Linked DNA regions of Mus musculus: regions 2 and 3 are each linked to region 1. A link is a contact called in public HiChIP or PLAC-seq and promoter capture Hi-C data. All regions are on one chromosome and are shown on one strand. Each heading gives the region's core, a stretch centred on a gene start, on an enhancer-like site or on the middle of the called end of the contact. The rest is flanking DNA. Distances are from core to core; before and after follow the strand shown.

What was found. Promoter capture Hi-C pulls out the DNA fragments that hold promoters and counts their contacts. HiChIP or PLAC-seq counts read pairs in DNA pulled down with a chosen protein or histone mark.
Region 2: a promoter capture Hi-C map of hippocampal neurons shows a contact between it and region 1, with 3 times the contacts expected there. The contact joins the enhancer-like site here to the promoter of Wdr95 in region 1. A contact is called at or near these places in 2 of 39 promoter capture datasets (the 3T3-L1 cell line and hippocampal neurons), 15 of 484 Hi-C or Micro-C datasets (the G1E-ER4 cell line, the HL-1 cell line, the N1E-115 cell line and 10 more), 6 of 115 datasets of contacts at active chromatin or transcription factors (astrocytes, craniofacial prominence, embryonic basal ganglia and 3 more) and 1 of 9 other capture datasets (adipose tissue).
Region 3: a FOXA1 HiChIP or PLAC-seq map of pancreatic cancer cells shows a contact between it and region 1. The contact joins the enhancer-like site here to the promoter of Wdr95 in region 1. A contact is called at or near these places in 10 of 39 promoter capture datasets (the 3T3-L1 cell line, the HPC-7 cell line, HPC-7-derived erythroid cells and 6 more), 2 of 15 datasets of contacts at CTCF or cohesin (the NIH/3T3 cell line and embryonic stem cells), 9 of 484 Hi-C or Micro-C datasets (the HL-1 cell line, the HPC-7 cell line, cortical neurons and 4 more), 7 of 115 datasets of contacts at active chromatin or transcription factors (SST interneurons, T-cell acute lymphoblastic leukemia, embryonic forebrain and 3 more) and 2 of 9 other capture datasets (adipose tissue and pancreatic islet).

Annotation. Positions count from the first base shown.
Region 1 is chr5:149,526,645-149,531,008 of GRCm38.p6, reverse strand. It overlaps Wdr95 (WD40 repeat domain 95), which reads right to left and starts at 2,330. Exons shown (of 23, transcript NM_029440.3): 1 at 2,238-2,330. All of the region lies in intron 1 of Gm15997 (predicted gene 15997), which reads left to right.
Region 2 is chr5:149,285,591-149,289,954 of GRCm38.p6, reverse strand. Alox5ap (arachidonate 5-lipoxygenase activating protein) reads right to left here. Exons shown (of 5, transcript NM_009663.2): 5 at 1,802-2,383. The coding sequence ends at 2,221. Among named protein-coding and RNA genes, the nearest start is that of Alox5ap, 23 kb to the right of the region's middle. Within about 2 kb of position 2,179, at least 40 of the 459 cell types and tissues checked have an H3K27ac peak or open chromatin away from gene starts, as enhancers often do. A contact at or near this core is called in cerebral cortex, forebrain, hippocampal neurons and 1 more, where this site is marked.
Region 3 is chr5:149,351,105-149,355,468 of GRCm38.p6, reverse strand. No RefSeq gene overlaps it. Among named protein-coding and RNA genes, the nearest start is that of Gm35704, 5.3 kb to the right of the region's middle. RefSeq lists an enhancer at 1,102-3,310. Within about 2 kb of position 2,113, at least 153 of the 459 cell types and tissues checked have an H3K27ac peak or open chromatin away from gene starts, as enhancers often do. A contact at or near this core is called in the HL-1 cell line, the NIH/3T3 cell line, embryonic forebrain and 4 more, where this site is marked.

The DNA.
Region 1 (4,364 bases), core at 1,081-3,580:
TTCATATGTAAGACCATTTCAGAGCATAATCTATTAATGGCATTTTGTCAGCATTTGTGGGTCTCTCACCTCCTCTTTATGCTATTATAATGGCATGGAGATACTCACTCTCTATATAGGAATCTCCACCTTCTCTCCTCCCTGGACTTCCAAATCAACAGCAAGGCCCTGCTGTCTCCTTGTGCACCCCTCCCTAGAGCCCTGCCACCTGGCTTCTCTCCCCTCCCCCTCCCCCCACCCCCACCCCAACTCTTCTCAAGATGGCTTCACTTCTCGTGCTCCTGAATGGCATCTTCTCAGTGACTGCATCCCTCAGCTAGCGATCAACCCCTTCTCACTTCAGCACCTCTTGGCCCCGTTGGTTGCTCAGGTGCCTCGCTTCTCTTAGTTCCTCTCTTGTCTTAGAGTTGGGGTCTCAGGGGTTTGCAGCTTCACTGTAACACTGAGTCCTTTCAGTTCAACACTCTGGGTCCTTGAAGGATGTTTTTTTTAAAACCATGGAGCTGTCTTCCCTAAACCACTGGTGTGTTTACACCTGTGTGGCTCCCATGGGCCCCTGGGACTTGCGCCTTCCAATGGACCCCTGCGTTTGCCCTTCACTTCACTCTGAACACTCGCAGCTATCCAGAAAGCTCCACGGCTTCATCGGCTTCCAAAGGCGTGTCAGTCTCCTGGGGTCCTAGCGACCTATGCTTGGAACATGGTGGGCGGAGCAACCGCCTGGGTGGTCCCCAAAGGCTCCCTTCTCCTTCCCTTCTCCTTTCCACCTGGTGTGTGTATGGGTGTCAGTTCAGGCCTGGCTCCTCTGGAAGGGGATTACAGCTTCATTCCCTCCCATGCATCCTCTGGCTGCCTCCACGGAACGTCTCGTCCATCTGACCTGGGGTGATGACTGGCCTTGGACCACCACCCCCCCCCTCCCCCCGCCTCTTAGCTTCCATCTTCTCCCTTACCGACCCAGAGCTCTCTGCGGCTCTCCTGCAAGAAAGCAAGATGGCAGCTTGTTACCAGCTAGATCATGTTGAGACCCCTTAGCCTTCAAGCCTCCACCAACACAGCCCCTCATTCGTTCATCATCTCCACTCCTGTGCTCTGAACTCGAGCTTCCTTCCAGTCCACCTAGCTACCTACCCACTTCTTTCCCTGCCCACCAAGGCTGTGCCCGGTTTATGCAGTGCCATTCACAGGCCGCCCTCTCCCTACCTGGAGTTGGTACATGTATGGAGTTGGCTCATAAAGCTCTCTTCCCTCGATCCAGTCCAGTGACTACTTTAGCGGTGCCAATACCGAGGATAGCTATCCCATACCTGGTGTTATTAGTGTTAGCACGTTAGCATTCCTTCTAGGTTCCTCCCAACAGTTAGTTACCTAGCAACAGCCAGGTGGGAGCCTGGGTTGCTATAAAAAGAACTGTTTGGCCTCTCTTCACTCTCTCTGACCCCTTTCTCTCTCTCTCTCTTTCTCTGACCCCCCCACCCTCCCTCTCCCCATCTTTTTCTGTCCCTTCTTTTTCTCTACTTCAACTCCTTTCTCAACCCCCTTCCCATGCCTCAAGTGAACATTTTATACTAGACCCGTGTTGTATGACTGGTACCTGGGGACAGGGGGCACCCACTAAGACACCCCCTCCCAGTGAAGCATACCGCGCTTTACAAAACATATCAAGTAGCACGGTTGAGTTCTTACTATATGTCATCACTAATTCAGTTACCTCTAAAAATAATTCCAAGAGAGGACTAAGGCAACCTTGGCCCAAATCACATCAACATTTGACACCCAGTCCGAGTCTTTACTAGTCACTAAATAGACACACTTTAAAAAAAAAAAAAAAAACTTCCCAAAGCACATTTATTGTGTGATCCTCCCCCCCCCCCCGCCCCCTTAAAGGGCCTAGCTAGATACTGAACACACGATATGTCTTTGATCCACTCACTGATTTGAGCTTCTAGCTTCCAGACTTAAGAATACCACGACCCCAGATGAGCAATTTATGGAAACAACAGTCACCAAGATCATTTGCCCTGGTCAATGACAGATGATAAACCATATCAGGACAAAGTGACCCGCAACATCCTGATAAGAAACCATCTCAGCCTCTGTGGGCTCCTTTTTCCTCTTTCTTTCCTCTTTTGGAAGAAGAAAATCCAGATCAGACACCTGAGAACTCATTGCTATTCTGTAGTCAGGTTGCTTCCAACTCTTTTATTCAAACCACCCCAGGGGCCTTGTGACATTACCTGCTAACGATTCTAACTCATCTTTCCAAACAAAGAGGCATCAGCCTGTCAAACAGCAACAGCCTTCCATCAACAGAGAGCTGAGGTCTCCTCCAGACTGGCAGAATGGGTGAGCGCTTACCGTACTCCCCATCCCCCACCCCGCGCCAGGGCCCTATGTGAATTTCTATGGGGTAATATTTACAGTGCTGGATGGCTGGGCCCTGTGGAGCTTAATGGGCTTCTTAATAAAGGCAGGCTTCATTAAGACAGAGAGCGCGGGGCGTCGTGCCCTTGCTTTGGAGGAGAGGACAAGCCAGCACAAGACGAATGCTCTCCCTCCGCTCGAAAATCATGCGGGTCAAGTGCCTTGTCACGCATTAACAGTCTTTTAAGTTGCTAGGCAGATCGAGAGGAGCCGAGCGGATAAACCAAGGCGGAGGAATTATGAGACCCATCCTGGTAGCACAAACGCTGGAACACAGAGCTGCCTTTAAACAAAGTAATTTGCTAAATGAGCGGCTGGCGGGTTTCCAGATGGCCAATGTGACACGGGCTTGGATGAATCCTTTCTTCAATCACGCGTTTGTCTGGACTGAGACATGAAAGGCCAGGTCAGAGCTACTGCGGTGGCTGCTGTAGCTTTGAAGCCCTTACATAAAACTCTACTGGTGTGGAACTCCGGCAGCTCCAGTGTGGCAGCTGGCGCGGGTGCCCTGGCGTTGGTGCTTGGGAGGCCACTAAGACAGCTGCTCCTTAAGCGGGAGGACAGCCAGCTCAGAACAGGGCTTCTCTGTCTTGCCTACCGCTTCGCTTCACACCAGGTCTCTGGGCAGGTGACCTTAGTACCAGATGAAACTGTAGTTGAAGTCTAAGAAGCAGAAATGTTGTAATTTTAAATATGAATTATTAAGAATCACTTAAAATCATTTCCATGAGTTTTGTCTTTCTTCCTTCAGTCCTGAATGATGTGTTTAAAATAAATAAATAAATAAATAAATAAATAAATAAATAAATAAATAGGAGATATGTGCTATGAGGTGTGGTGAGGTGTGGGAGAAGGGAATGTCTCAGCGGGCCCATGCCGAGGCATCCCTTCCCCATGAGGGACCAGCCACAGGTATAGTATAGTATAGTATAGTATAGTATAGTATAGTATAGTATAGAATAGAGTTTATTCAGGGCATGGGGAGGGGAGTTAAGAGGGCAGTGGAGGCAGAGAAAGGCAGAGAGAGGGAGAGTAGAGAAGTAGAGGAGTAGAGGCCAGCCATGAGCACGTGGAGGGGGGCGGGGAAGAGGCGAGGGGACAGAGTGGGAACAAGAGAGCAAGAGAACAAGAGGGAGAGGAGTGGGCAAGCAGCCCCTTTTATAGTGGGTCAGGCCTACCTGCCTGTTGCCAGGTAACTGTGGGGTGGAGTTTAGACAGAATTCTGACGCTGAACCCAGGACCTTATAAATGTTAGGTAAGCACTCTACCACTGAGGTACACCCCAGACCTCTAAGTCAGTTTGGAAATGCCCAAGATGGATGGAAAAAAAATCTACCTTAATTTTAATTTAGATTTAATGGAGGATGTATACAAGTCCTAGTTTTCAGACATGGTCTCTCTCAGCTGTGTCCCCTTTCTCACTAAATCGTATCTTGGTTTGAGGTCTTTATAGAGACAATGATGATCATTCCGTTCTGGGACGTCAAAGTCCGTGAAACACAGTGAATGAATGAAACCAGGTGATCTGGAGCCATCCGAGGGGCATGGGCCACACGGTAACCGGTAACATCACGAACGGGTGGCAGGCAGTGGGGAAAAAACAAACCAACAAACAATCTGGTTTCGCTGTGCCAAGCTCCGAGGCAAGCTTTACAGGGGGTTCTTAGCCTCCCTTGGCACAGATTTCTGTTCAGTTGCTAAGCAGTCAAGCCCCACCCCATGACGGAAGCCAAAGGCCAGACAATAGCTTTCCTCTTCACCCTGAGCCTCGCTGGGCTTCGGTTCATCTCTGACTCAAGAGGAAAAGTTTAAAACATTGAGTCACCAGTAGAAAGCTTCCGTAGCATTCTGGGGGAAACAGCAGTGTGTTGAGGAAGGTCCCCTAAAGCACCTTGCGGACCGTGGTTTCAGATCTACACAGGGTGGAAAATTTTGCCAAC
Region 2 (4,364 bases), core at 930-3,429, 240 kb after region 1:
AAATCAGGAAGACAATAGCATGTGTTTTCTCCGATAAACGGTTATAGATGTGTGTGCATGTGTGCACACATACATATGTCTGTGTGTGTGTGTGCATGTGGGGGGGTCTGTGTGTGTGCATGTCTCTGTATGTGCCTGTGTGTGTGTGCATGTGCACATGTGTATATGTGTATGTGTGTGTTTGTGTGTGCACATAATGCACACATGTATGTGTCTGGGTGTATATGTCTGTGTGTGTCTGTGCACATGCATGTGCACATATGTCTGTGTGTGTGTATCTGGGTTGTGTGTGTGCGCGTGAGTCTGTGTGTGTGTTTGTCTCTGTGTGTGCACATGTCTGTGTGCCATCTATGTGTGTGTCTGTGAACACACATGTGCATGTGTGCATGTATGTGTGTATCTCTGTGTGTGCATGTATGTGTCTATGTGTCTGTCAGTGTGTGTATGCATGTGTGTGTGCAACGAGAAAATAGATATGCAATTGTGAGAGGGAGGAGGTAGAAAGGAAGGATAGACAAGAGGGACAAGGAGATCTATGTGACAAGAATGCAAAGGGAGACTTTTGGGGACAAAGAAAATCAGCAAGAAGGACAAAGAAATGACAGAGAATGGAGGTCAGGATAAAAACCAGGCATGGCAATGTATATGTATGAAAGGCTCACAAAGACCCATTTGTAGACAAACTAACTTGGTTATTGGTTGGTTCTGGAACCAACCAAGCCACCAGGCTCTCCTGTGAGGGATTTTCCTGATTGGGTCATTTGTGGTGGGAAGACCCACATACAAGGACATGGAAAACAGAAGCTTTTGCCTTTTGCCTGCTTGCTCTCACTCATGCTGACAAGCTCATCTATCTCATGGCTGTGGCATCCCTTTTGGTAGTAGAACTGGCTTCTTTGGGATTCCAATGTAGACTGAAGACCAGCAACTCTCCAGGAATTCTCCAGGCCTTCAGCACCAGCTTGGGGCTGCTGAGACATCCAGCCTTCTGGACTGAGCGACTACAAATTCCAATGTGAGACAGCCACCAGATACAATTTAGTAAGCTCACCAACTATATATATGGCATATATATGATATATATATATATATGCATGTATATATATACACACATATATATCTTATAAATATATTTATATTTATGAAATAAATTTATAAAATAAATACATGTTATAGAAAATATATAACATATAGTAATAAATATATTTATATATCATATAAATATATTATATATTTACATATTGAAATAAAATGTGTATATAAAATAATAAATTTAAATATGATATATATTTAGTACTAAATTATATATATATATAATTTATAGATGTGTGTGCATGTGCATTATATATATATATATGTGTGTGTGTGTGTATATATATATATATATATATACATATAAAATCAGTGCTGCCCCTTCAAGAGAACTCTAATATACTATCCCCCCAAAATTAAGTTATATAAGGAAAATCAAACTGAGCTCACTGTGCATGGCCCCAAAAGAACACCTTTCCTGTTAGCTGCCTTGGACATTTGACTACACCCATGTCTTCCAAGATTCCCTCTTTGTCCCAAAGACACCTAGCTGACAGCATTAGAAATCTGTTCATTGACTATAGCCAGCAAGTGACCTGTGAATCCATTTTGTCATGTTTGTTTGGTGGCCTGGCATTATCTTCAACTCTTAGAGCACATTGTAAGCTGCATGATGCAGTAATATTGGGCATGATCCTAGTGAATTAAGATCCCAACCTAATCCAAATATGGGACGGGGAAGGTACTCAGTCAATAAAAGACTCTTGAAGACGTTAGCGTCCATATATGGAAATTGTGATTTTAATTATCATCATGTAGGTTGAAGAAACACTAATAGCTAATACAGAAATATCACCCCAATCTGAGCCATGGGCTTAAATTTTGTCTATACCCTTTATTTTAGGAAAACACGTGTCTGATTACAAGACATCTTCAGAAAGCAGGATAAGCCAGGAGAAGTATAGGCTGGATGTAGACAATAAATCCTGGGCCACCGCCGCATTCGAGGGGTGGAGCTAGCACAAGACATTTTTCTTCCCGGAAAAGCAAAGTTAACGGATGCCACAGAGCCCCGAGGGCAGCAAGATTGACAGCATCTACAGCTTGAAGAGGAGCAGAAGCCTTCGCGGCGTTGCGTTATGATGCGTCTCTATTGATCTGGTGAGCGTCCTTCTCTGTCTCCAGCAATCAGGGGATGAGAAGCAGCGGGGAGATCGTCGTGCTTACCGTTCTGATGTAGTTCTCAAAGTCGCTTCCGAAGAAGAAGATGAGGTAATGGTTGAGTATCCCGGCGAAGGACATGAGGAACAGGAACAGGATGATCCGCTTGCCGAAGATGTAGCCAGGGGTGCTGCGAGAGAAGGGAGGGGGCCGTAGATGCATCACAAACGACACCCAGTTCACCCAGTGACGCCGCCACTTCCAGACACGGGGCGTTAAATTATTCCGCGTTTACTCGCTCTATTTACCCACTTACTTCATAGCAAGGATGGGCACGACCCTCCTGTAATTAAGCACTGCGCATGCTTCAAAGCCAGGTGAAGGAGCCCGCCTTCCAGCCTGCCATCCTTTGGGCTCAGTGGCTCTGGCTTCCCTGAGTTCTCTTTTTGTCCTTAACTCCAGGTGACAGAAGGCTGGCAAGGCCTAACTGCGCTCAGAGAGTCGGACTGAGGCTCGGGAGCACCGTGGACTCATTAAGCCCTCTACAGGGTGTTCCCTGTCAGGAGCGCCTCTAAGGCTCTCACTGGAGGCTGGGGTGTAATGAACATTGTGCTCAGGAGATGGTTTAAATACACCGGTGAAGGTGCTTCCGCCCTCGAGGGTTCAACCTTTCCCTCCTGAGGTTGCCTGGGAAGAAGTCAGGTTGGCCCTAATGAGAGACAAGTACCCAGCGATGGAAACACATCCCAGAGGAGTGAAAGAAGTTTTAATCTCCCTTTCTCATCCCCTCCCCTCCCCTTCCGTCCCCTCTCCTCCTCTCCCCTTCCCTTCCCTCCTCTCCCCTCCTTTCTCTCCCCTCCCCTTTCCATCCTAAATATTTTACACAGAGCATCATCATTTGGAGATAGGAGGAGATTCCTCATGAGAAGTGACTGTCTAATGGCGTGCCAAGGCTACCCATGTCCTCTGTCCCTCTGCAAGACCCTTGGCTGCTGGGCCTGGGCCCATCTGAGTGGCGCTGACATGTCTGGAATAGCCAGTGAAACGGTTTGTCAAGATAAGATTTCAGTAATGAACCAGCAATGGCATGGGGCAATCAGCCCTGATTTGGAGCTTAGAGCAAAACCAGCGGGACAGGTGAGCTCCAGCTGACACAGGCTGTTTCAAACTGTCACAGAGGGCACCAAAGCCAGCGTCCTGCAGTCCCACATTGCCTTACCAGAAATTTTAACTAGTTGAAAGGAACCCCAGAGGCTCTCAACTCTCATAGCAAGCAAGTATTTGCTCAGCTGTTGGGTACCAACCTCCTCGCTACTCTGTCATCCGCAGACTAAGAGCATCAGCGTGTGGTGGGAGCCTAGCAGAAGCCCAATCCCCCAGTCCTTCTCAAAGCAGGATGAAGCCCGCTGCATTCAACAAGCTCCCTGTGTGACACACGGACAATGGAAGCCGAGAAGCCCCACTCTTGCTAGCTGGCTAACAACTTGGGTAGAAAATGTCACTAAAGTCCCATATGTTGAAGGGTGTCCAGTTGGTGGCACTATTAACAAATAATTGGGATCACGAGGGCACCGGCCTCATCAGTTCATAGCTGAACGGGCTTTTAGGAAGTGGGGTACAATCAGAGGGTGTAGGTCACTAGGTCTCTTTCTCTTAAAATTCTGTAATGCTGTCTGGTGATGTGTGTGTGCACATGCCACAGTGACTATGCTGTCCAGACAATTTTGACTCTTCCCAACACGTGAACTGCAAGGATAGAATCAGGGAGTCGGGAGTTAGGGGCAACGGTGGGGGTGTGGGGCGTAGCCAAAGGAAGGCAAGTGCTGAGGAAGGCTGGGTGCAGCTCAACTCTAGACAGTGCAAGGATTGTCTGTTGTCCGGGGCTTGGAGATTTCTACATCTCGTATCCTCAGCACTCCTGGAGGTCCAAAAGAACCCATGGTAAGATGCAAACATTAGCTCTCATTTCTCTTGACGATGAGATGCTTAATTCACAAGCGGCCTGGGAAGTCAGACCTACCTAAAAAGTTATTGCCGCCCCAGACTCCACCACGGAGAACAGCTGGGCGTGCAGGTGCAAGCAGTGTACAGCCCGGTGTGCTAAAACACCCCTAGGAATCAAGGCTGTGCGAAGGAAAAATTTAACAGGAAAACCAGGCAACTCTCCAGCT
Region 3 (4,364 bases), core at 864-3,363, 180 kb after region 1:
GTTGTGCTCTTTGTGAAATGATGATAGGGAATTTTTAAAAAAAAGTAATCTGTGTTCCATGAAGACACAACTGGAGGACATTTTCTATCTTGTAGTCTACTGGCTCCTAGCACGCTGAACCCACGGATATCGTGGGCAATTATATTTATACCCAAAAAATTATAGATTGTTCATACTCTGTTTATATGAGACTCAAATTAAACCAGATGTCCCGGGGTTTCACAGGCTAAGCCTGTTTACGTTATTTATGGAGGATTCGTGGTACAAATAATATTTCATCTAGAAATAGCTAAATAAGGCACAGGCAGGGGAGCTATGCTTCCAAGAATCCAGGATACTCCCTTGACCGGCCTCAGACACCTCTCTCTCTCCAGTATAAGGAAAACCTTCTGCAGATCCACAGTGGCACAAGAAAATGTCTTCCTCCCCCTTAGTCCCACAACCTACAGGAGGGGTGAGGCCCTGCAGTGCAGCTCTGTGAATGATTAGCTAACACCCACCTAAACAGTGCCCGGCCAGCAGGTCTTTATCTTAACTCTAAGATTCAGGCTGACTGGGCACAAGGAACAGGAAGAGGCAGGTGTTATCTAGAGCAGTGTTTCTCAACCTGTGGTCTCAACCCCTTGGGGTCCCATATCAGATATCCTGCATATAAGATAGTGACATTACAATTCATAGCAGCAGCAAGGTTACAGTTACAAAGTAGCAACAAAATAATTTTATGACTGCGGGTCACCCCAACATGATGAACTGTATTAAAGGACTGCAGAGTTGGGAAGACTGAGAACCACTCCTCCAGAGAGTTGCCAGTTACCATGGCAAAGGAAAAGGATATGGATAGGCAAGGCACTGGTGGTTAACGTGCACACACAGAGGGAACAGTCACCTTCCTTCCTCACAGGCCGCCTGGCTATGACCAACTAAACAATAAGATTGTGAACCACTGCAGGCCTGGGATCATGGGAGCACACACTCTAACACATCTCTCATGTTTGGTTGTACCAACAATCCAGCTTTAGACTGTCAGGGATTCCCCAGGGCCAGGGACCTCCCCAATGCTAGGGGCTCCTCAATGCCAGGAAGTTAGGGACCCTCAATGGTAGCCCTCATACCAAAGTGCCACCTTTCTAGGGATTACCTACTGTCTTAGGTGCACAAAACATCAGGACCAAGAAGTAAGTTGGGGAGGAAAGGGTTTATTCAGCTTACACTTCCACACTGCTGTTCATCCCCAAAGGAACTCAAGCAGGTCAGGAAGCAGGAGCTGATGCAGAGGCCATGGAGGGATGGCACTTACTGGCTTACTTCCCCTGGCTTTCTCAGCTTGCTCACTTATAGAACCAAGACTACCAGCCCAGGGATGGCACCACCCACCATGGGTCCTCCCACCTTGATCACTAGTTGAGAAAATGCCTTACAGCTGGATCTCATGGAGGCATTTCCTCACCTGAGGCTCCTTTCTCTGTGGTAACTCCAGCTGTGTCAAGTTGACACACAAAACCAGCCAGTACACCTACCAACAAGGACTACTCGTAAAGATTCCCCTAATATAAAGAGCTCCATGTACCAAGACTCTCTTAACATAAAAGCCCCAGTTGGAGATCCTTCCAGTGCAAAGGCCATTCTCCAAACCCCCTGTTTTTGGGCTTCTGGGGGCTACTGGTGCTGGACACTGAGACAAGCACTCTGGCTGCTTGCATATCTTTTCCATGGGGGTCCCCTCCCTCTACAGAGCTCCCTACATTTCTAAAACCGGTAGCAAAGAATAGCCTGAATCCTAAAGACCTCCCAGAGCCCACGGTTGACACAGGCCTCTAGGACAGAACACAAAAGCTGCCCAGGGACTCCGACTGGTGAGAGCCCTTGGCTTCCTGGGGGGACCCCTCTGACCCACAGCTCCCACCGGTGGAGGCTGGCATTTAGTCCTGTTGGGCTAGTATAGACTACTTGGCCCAGGACTGACCCGGAGGGTCCCTGGAACCAAAAGGCAGCTGTTGTTTAAAAATCAACACGGAGAGGAAATGAAAAACACCCGCCCAGGCCTCCCAGGGCCAAGAGACTGATGGCTGCTGGATGAGGCGGTTTCTGGAAGAGGCATGACTAATGGCCCTACTGAAAGTGCCCTGGCCAAGTGCCAGCAGCTCCCGTCAACGCCTTGTCTCTGCAGCAGTCAGGTGTGGCTGGGAGACAAAGGGGCCGTCTGTGTGCTGGCGGGTCTTGGACCCAGTGGCTTTTTGAGTCAGGCAATGGTGTCACAGGAGCCCCTGGAGGGGCTGGGGGCGGGGTTTGGATAGAAAGAGGGCCTGGAGGGGTACTGCCTGCCAAGGTTCGCTCACACCTCGCCACCAGGAGAGGCAAAGCCATCTGCCATCTAGCCACCCAGTGGAACAAAAGAGCAAGCACCCTGTCCCCTCCCGCCCCACCACACCTTTCAAGTCTCCAGTGCCTGGGACCTTCCCTGAAGCATCCTTTCAGGGAAGTCCTGCTAGCTGGGCCCTGCCACGTCTGGTGCCTGTGTCTTGTTTGGTATACGCCCTCCGACAACTGCTATAACCAACTACGAATTACAATCCACGGATAAAGAAACTGAGGTTCAGCTAAGGCTGTGAATCTGCCCCAAACCATCCCTGCTCCCATCACTAGAACTATTCCCAACAGAACCAAACTAAATACAAAGTCCCTCCACTAATGGGCGTTCCCAGCCGTAGAGGCTCGCACCAGCTGGCCCATGATAGCTGTGAATGCCGCTCAACCTTATTTACAAATGTCAAGGACCATGTTGCAATGTCAAAAGGATGGGTACCCCTGCTAGACTAGTCCAGGATCCCGGTGAGCCAGCTCTCCCCACAAAACTTAAAAGAAAACCCAATAATGAGAAAGAACGTTTTTATGCAAGTCAAAAGTAATGCAAAAAAACCCACAATCAGAGAAGACTAGAAAAAGAAAGGGCCCAGCCTTGTATTTACACAATCGGAGAGTACGCCCTCCCTCACCTCATTTCCAGTGGGGAAGGTACCATAGCTCTAGATTCATCTCCACTGCCATTCACCATCACCAAAACATTGTCACTGCCACGGGGGATGGGGAGAGACAGTCCCTGTGTCCCTCCCCAGACACTTGAGTTATAGCAAGATCTGTCCCCATGTACCTTGTCCACCCCACCAAGGTCCCCTCTGGGTGACACCTCTCTTTCTCTGTGCTACTGTCTGCCGGGACCTCTGTACATGAAGAAACATAGTTGACCTTCAACAGATTCAAGTAACTATTTTTACAGACTCTCGGCCCTGGCGTGCACAAGAACCTGACCAGGTATCAGTCTAGAGTCCCTTTGTTAATTACTTTCCACTACTGTGACAAAATACCCAAGGGAAACAAGTTGAAAAGGAAGAAAGGTTTGTTTGGGCACACACTACTGGATGTCTCAGCCCATAGTTGTGTGAAGAGGGTTGAGCAAGGGTAATTGGGATCACAGGGCTTGGGGGGTCAGGCGGACAAACACTCTTCCGAAGCCCCACCAATGGCTTGCTCTCCCCAGTGTCTCCCTCCTCCTAGCAGCTCATTTAGCCATGAACATGTCCAATGGACACGTTAGCTTCAATTACCTCTTTAAAAAAAAATTTTTTTTTTTTTTGGAGAGCGTCTCTCTAGGTAGCCTCAGCTATTCTAGAACTCATTATGTATACCAGGCTGGCCTTGAACTCATAGAGATTCTCCTACCTCTGTTTCCTGATGGCTGGGCTTAGTGGTGTGTGCCACTGTACTTGGTCCAATCTCTTTTTAATAATGCCACCACCTGGGTTCTAGTAGTTAACATAGAGCCTTTTGGGGTACACTGATACCCACTGGTTAAATAAGCAGAGTCCCTAGTGGACAGGCCCAAGTGCCTATGTTCCTAAAGGCTGTGATCATAAGGTCCACTCAGGAATGCCCTCTATGAAGGACAGTTTTGTGTCAACTGGACACACTAAAGTCATCTGAGAGGAGGAGACTCAACTGAGAAATGCCTCCATAAGATTAGGCTCTGGGCAAGCCTGTGGGGCATTTTCCTGATTGATGGGGGAGGGCCTAGCCCCTGGTAGGTGGTGCCATCCCTGGTGGTCCTGGGTTCTATAAAAAAGCAGGGTGAGCAAGCCAGGGGAGTGAGCCACTAAGCAGCATCCCTCCATGGCTTCTGCATCAGCTCCTGCCTCCAGGGCCCTGCCCTGTTTGGGTTCCTCCTTGACTTCTTCCAATGATGAGCAGCAATGTGGAAGTGTAAGCCAAATAAACCTTTTCCTCCCCAACTTGGCCATGGTGTTTCATCACAGCAATGGTATCCCTGACCTTTCCTCCTTATCCATCTCTCTCTCTCTCTCTCTCTCTCT